Regions from separate parts of the Sus scrofa genome. Here region 1 is linked to region 2. A link is a contact called in public Hi-C data. All regions are on one chromosome and are shown on one strand. The core of a region is the stretch at or near the end of the contact, and the rest is flanking DNA. Distances in the headings are between cores, read along the strand shown. Region 1 holds the start of COL9A2 (collagen alpha-2(IX) chain). Region 2 holds the start of PPT1 (palmitoyl-protein thioesterase 1).

Region 1 (3,132 bases), core at 473-2,972, 220 kb before region 2:
TACCGAGATCCAAGCTATAGCTGCCAGCATGTGCCACAGTCACAGCGATGCCAGAACCAAGCCTTATCTGCAACCTAGACCACAACTCATGGCAACGCCAGGTCCTTAACCCATTGAGCGAGGCCAGGGATTGAACCTGCATCCTCATGGATACTAGTCGGGTTTGTTACCGCTGAGACACAATGGGAACTCCTGGACATCCCATTTCTTAGAAGTCCTTTACACATATTAATCCGCACACCCAGGTAGTGCCATCAGCCCTCTCTCCCTTTCTTCTCCTCTCATCTTACTTCCTACAAACTGCAAATTCTTCCTCACTCTGTTAGGCAGAACGATGAAGTTCTTTCAAGCCCTTTCTCCCAAACTCAGCTCCAAGAACACACTTTCAAGCCCAGGGCCCTTGGCCAACATGCTGCGGGGGAGTTGGACTTTCCCGGGTACCTGAGAGTATTCGCCTTGAACATTTTAGCTGATTTGTTCTTGGTTGTCTTCCCCTCATCGGGTGCATGACTGGTAAATGGAGACCTCCACAAATCACCATGGAAGCTAAAATGTATCAAGCACCTACTATGTGCTGCTGCTAAGTACTTCATATGCATCATTCTATTCGCTCTTCACAAAACCCCTGTAAGATAGGGAATATTATTATTCCCTTTTACAGATGATGAACTGAGTCTTCTTCTTTTTTTTTTTTTTTTTTTTTTTTTTTGCCTTTTTCTAGGGCCGCTCCTGCAGCATAAGGCGGTTCCCAGGCTAGGGGTCCAATCGGAGCTGTAGCCATCAGCCTACGCCACAGCAACTTGGGATCCAAGCCGCATCTGTGACCTACACCACAGCTCAAGGCAATGCCAGATCCTTAACCCACTGAGCAAGGCCAGGGATCGAACCTGCAACCTGATGGTTCCTAGTCGGATTCATTAACCACTGCGCTACAACAGGAACTCCTGAACTGAGTCTTCATATGATTTTAGGTCCTGTGGTCATACAGTCAGTGACAGAGTCAGATTCCAAAGCACTTTACCAACATTGCTTAAGTGAATGAAAGGGAAGGTAAGGGATTCTGGAGAGAGGCTATACTGGACAGGTAGATTTTGGAAAGTCTGGTAAATAAGGTGGTGGTCATTTCCATGAACATGGAGGCGATCACTTAGAGTGAGAGAGGTGGTCAAGCCTACAGACTCTGGTGCTTAAGGCAGCTGCAGAGAAGAAAAAGCAATAGAAGAAGAAGGGCTGGGAGTTCCCGTTATGGCGCAGCTGGATCAAATCAGACTAGTATCCATGAGGATGTGGTTTTGATCCCTGGGCTCGCTCCGTGGGTCGGGGATCTGGCGTTACTGTGAGCTGTGGTGTAGGTTGAAGACGTGGCTCAGAACCCACATTGCTGTGGCTGTGACGTAGGCCAGCAGCTGTGGCTCCAGTTCGACCCCTTGCCTGGGAACTTCTATATGCCAAGGGTTTGGCCCTAAAGAGGAAAAAAAAAAAAGGGAAGCAGAAGGGCTGAATGGTGGATGCCTGCCTGGACAGGGAAGACAGGATTGGCAAAGGCGGACCCAGGTGCAAACAGTTTCATGGCTGGAGGACTGAAGAGGGGTTTCGCCTCACTGTGACCTCCAGGAGACTGGTCTCCCAGCTGATGCAGAAGCAGGGAGGGGAGAGGGAGATGAGAAGTTTACAGGTGGGGTGCAGACAACTCGGCTATTGTTAGCGTGGAGCCAGAGGGAGGAGGCCAAGGGGTATTCACAGGATGGCTGATCCAGGAAAGGCTTTGGTATATTTTAATATGGAAGAGGCCTGATTGCATGTGGAGAGGAACGAGGTGGATGGTGAGCTGGGCAGAACCTGCTACTAGGTCCGCAGAACCCGAGGCACCCTCGGACTGGGCCCTGAGGGAGAGGACTCAGGCGGGGACTCGCAGGCAGAAGTGGCCGAGGACCATGTGATGGGATGAGGACTGAGGGTCAGGGGGAAGGGGGCTGGCTCCTGGAGATCAGGCTGGGTAGGGACCTCGGATGGCCTTCTGCCTCCTCACAGAGAAACGGAGCCACGATCGCCGGCCCCGACCCGGCCGCTGCTTCTGGGAAGCCCGGGGCAAGGATGGAGGGTGGGCGCTGGTGGCTGGAAGGAGTGGGGCGGAGCTGGGAGGAGGACGCGGGCCTCCCTCCCCGGGTCCTCTCAGGTGACAGACCCCGCGGGCCCCCCGCCCCGCCCCGCCGCATATTCAGGAGGCCGGGCCCGCCCGGTTCGAGAGCAGCCACCGCCGCCGCTCCGAGAGCCTCAGCCGTCGGTGCGTGCGTGGAGCCGGCCTCCATCCTTCTCGAACCCGCCACCCGCCATGGCGCCTGCGGCCGCCCCCCGCAACCTCCTGATTCTCCTGCAGGTGCTCGGGCTCGCCCTAGCGCAGATCGTAAGTCCCGCGGCCACTGAGGCACCGGGGTGCGGGCTCTGGGGTTTGGGGTTCAGGATCTTATGGTCTGGTGAAGTGCTCTGCCAGACCTCCACCTTCTACTGACACTCCCAAGCCCGAGAAGCAGCTTCAGACAGTTCCTCGGCGCACGTCCCCTCGGTAGGGGCACAAATCAGGCGCATCTCGGCACCGTGAAAAGAGACGGATGAGCCGGGGAACCAGAGGGACCCTATCCCCAAATGCTCGGCCCTGCCGGGGACAGGCAGCGTGGGGCAGGAGCCGGCGCCGGGTCCTGGCAGTCGGGAGAGCCCAGGTGGCGGTGGAGACAATGGTGCCCATTCACGGGGCTTGGGCGCCTCCGCCCCCGCAGCCTCCCAGGGGGCGCCGGCTCCAGCCAGACTCCGCTCTGGCTCCGCCGCTGCCGCTTCGCCGGGTTGGCGCGCCTGCGTCTCACTTCCGAGGGCCGGCTGGGGAGGGGGCCTAACGCCACGCGGGAGCCGAAGGGCAGGGGCCGGGCGCCGCCTGATGCCCTGTACGGTCCGCAGCTCGCCTGAGGGGCGCCAGCCTGGCACTTCTCGGTCTGGGGAGGGCGCGGGCATCTGGCAAGCGCGGGACCCCTGCTTGCCACCCAGGAGAGAACGAAGCCGTGCCGGAAGAGGGGTGCTCTGAGTAGGAGAAAACAGGCTTTCCTTTCTGGGTCCCCTCAACCTCCCGTCCCTCTGCGCCTC
Region 2 (2,920 bases), core at 275-2,774:
GAGGGATGGACTGGGAATCTGGGGTTAATAGATGCAAAGTATTGCTTTTGGAGTGGATAAACAATGAAATCTTGCTTTAAGCACAGGGAACTATATCCAGTCGCTCGTGATGGAACATGATGGAGGATAATGTGAGAAAAAGAATATCTACCTATCTATCTATCTATCTATCTATCTACCTACAACTGGGTCACTTTGCTGTACAGTAGAAATTGACAGAACACTGTAAGTCAACTATAATGGAAAAAATAAAAATCATAAAATAAAAAATTTTGAGCAAGAAACTGATGTGATGAAAGTGGATTGAGAAGATGAATCTGGAATGGAATGGAAAGGGAAAATGGTGGCTGAGAGGTTCCTGCAATAATCCAGCTCTGGATTAGACCAGGAAACTGGAGTGGCTTGTTCCATCACTTTTACACCCAACAGATGTTCTTGTCAGTCTGGAAGCTCTGCCATTTCTAGAAAACATATATTTCTCCTCTACCATAGCTCATATCAGCTCTTCTGTATTTCATCTTTGCCTGTTGAAATCATTTCCTTCGCCATCCAGAACAAATAACACACTGCCATGATTAGCCCTGGAAATTATCTCTCCCCTACCATTTCTTTCTCTTTTTTTTTTTGCTTTTTAGGGTCACACCTGTAGCATATGGAAGTTCCCAATCTAGGGGTCCAATCCGAGCTACAGCTGCTGGCCTGCTCCACAGCCCCAGCAACACGGGATCCAAGCCGTGTCTGCCCCCTACACCACAGTTCACGGCAACGCTGGATACCAGACCCACTGAGCGAGGCCCAGGATGGAATCTGAATCCTCATGGATACTAGTTGGATTCACTTCTGCTGCGCCACAACAGGCACTCCCTCCCCTTCCATATGTGATGAGCTGTCCTTCCTTTCTCTTTCTTTCCCCAAAGTACCCTTCTTCTAAAGGCAGTACAAAGCAAAGGTTAGGAGCAAAGTCTTCGGTGGGGCTTTTTTTTTTTTGCTTTGCTTTTTAGGGCCACACCTGTGGCACATGTAAGTTCCGAGGCCAGGGGTGGAATTGGAGCTGCAGCTGTCTGGCCACAATCACACCAGATCCAAGCTGAATCTGAGACCTACACCACAGCTCATGGCTGTGCTGGATCCTTAATCCACTGAGCGAGGGCCAGGGATTCCACACAACTTCATAGATACTAGTTGGGTTCCTTTATGCTGAGCCACAACAGACACTCCCCAAGGAGCAACAGCTTTGGATCCAACAATTTCCTATCTCTGTGACCTTGATTTCTAACCCAAATCCTCAGTGCCTCAGTGTCCTAATCTGTAAAATGAGACGTGTATTCCGTCTTGTATGAGGATTAAATCAGTTAACAGTCTTACACCACTTAAAATAGTGTTTGATGCCTAGTAAGCGCGGAGTAAACAAATAAAACTAACTTGATTCCTGGTGATTGGCGGTCTACTGGGGTAAGAAGCCAGAGTTCACACCTAGCTGCCCCCGAGGAGGTGTGGAGGGTGCGGGCCGGGCCGCCTACTCCAGATCCGGGCGAGGAGGGGGGCGATCATGTGATCGATCAAGATGGCGTCGGCCAGCTCCTTGTGGCTCTTGGCTCTTGCTTTCCTGCCGGGATCCTGCTTAGCCTTGGCGTTGGGGCATGTCGACCCTCCAGCGCCGCTGCCGCTCGTGATCTGGCATGGGATGGGTGAGTGGGGGAGGGAGGGAGAAGAGGGCTAAATGGGTTTGGCGACTCTCTCTCCTAGCCTAGGTTCGCGTCTGCAAAGTGCGAGGGTGGAGGGCGAGGACTGTGGTCTCATAGCACCTGGCTGGTGCTACGTTTTAGGATTTGGGGGTTGCTCTGTATTGGAAAGGGAGATGGAGAAAGAGCTGTCTTTTGGTGAGCACTTACAGAGGGCTATGCACTGCGGCAGGGTTTTACGCGGTGGTGTGGTTTAATGCCCACGGTAGTGGCGTCAGGGTGCCGCATATGACGCTTGCTCAGGAGGGCTGGGCTGTGGCTTCATGACCGTGGCATCTATCCTTGCGTTCATCCACACATTGAACAAAGATTTGTTAGGCACTTACATTTAACACATCGTTATTGAGCACCTACTGGATACTGAGGATACAGCAGTAAAATAAACATACTAAATTCTTTGCTCTTTAAGAACTTACTTTCCTTTCCAAAGGAGAGAGGCGGGGGGTGGGGGATGCGCTGGGGGTGTGGGATGGAAATACTATAAAACTGGATTGTGATGATCATTGTCCAACTATAAGTGCAATAAATTCATTGAGTAATGAAAAAAATAAAAAGAACTTTTCAGTGGGAGAAACAGACTATAAATACATAAGTAAAACATGTATGTCAAATGGTGATGAGTGCAATGGAGAAAAATAAAGCAGGGAGGTGGATAGGGACTGGAAATGGGGACTTGCAGTTTTATAGAGCAAAGTCAGGAAAGGATTCACTGAGAAAGTGATATCAGAACAAAGACCTGAAATCCATTAGGGAAGATGCCATGTGGATATCTGACCAAAGGAACAGAAAATGCAAAAGCTCTGAGGAAATATGTCTGGTATGCAGGTATGTTCAAGGAACAGCATTCCGATCATTGTAGCAGGAACTAAGTAAGCAAGGAGAAGAAAAGAGAGGTTTAGTTCAGGGGTAGGAGGGGGTATGGGAGGTAGCCTGCTGATGTTGGGCCTGCTAAGGCAACTGTAGGAACTTTGGCTAGAATGAGATGGAAAGTTATTGCGGGGGTTTTGAGCAGATGAGTGACATGGTCTGATTTGCCTTTTATTATTTATTTATTTATTTATGTCTTCTGTCTTTTTTTTAGGGCCGCACCCACCGCACATGGAGGTTCCCAGGCTGGGGGTCTAATTGGAGCTACAGCTTCGGGCCTGTGCCACAGCCACAGCCACGACAGATCCGAG

What was found. A called contact is a pair of places that touch in the nucleus more often than the background predicts.
Region 1: a contact with region 2 is called in a Hi-C map of embryonic fibroblasts, with 2.5 times the contacts expected there. The contact joins the promoter of COL9A2 here to the promoter of PPT1 in region 2. A contact is called at or near these places in 3 of 47 Hi-C or Micro-C datasets (embryonic fibroblasts and epiblast stem cells) and 1 of 2 datasets of contacts at active chromatin or transcription factors (alveolar macrophages).

Annotation. Positions count from the first base shown.
Region 1 is chr6:96,080,137-96,083,268 of Sscrofa11.1, reverse strand. COL9A2 (collagen alpha-2(IX) chain) reads left to right here and starts at 1,722. Exons shown (of 33, transcript XM_003356334.5): 1 at 1,722-1,849; 2 at 2,223-2,404. The coding sequence starts at 2,333.
Region 2 is chr6:95,859,462-95,862,381 of Sscrofa11.1, reverse strand. It overlaps PPT1 (palmitoyl-protein thioesterase 1), which reads left to right and starts at 1,524. Exons shown (of 9, transcript XM_003127823.4): 1 at 1,524-1,688. The coding sequence starts at 1,565.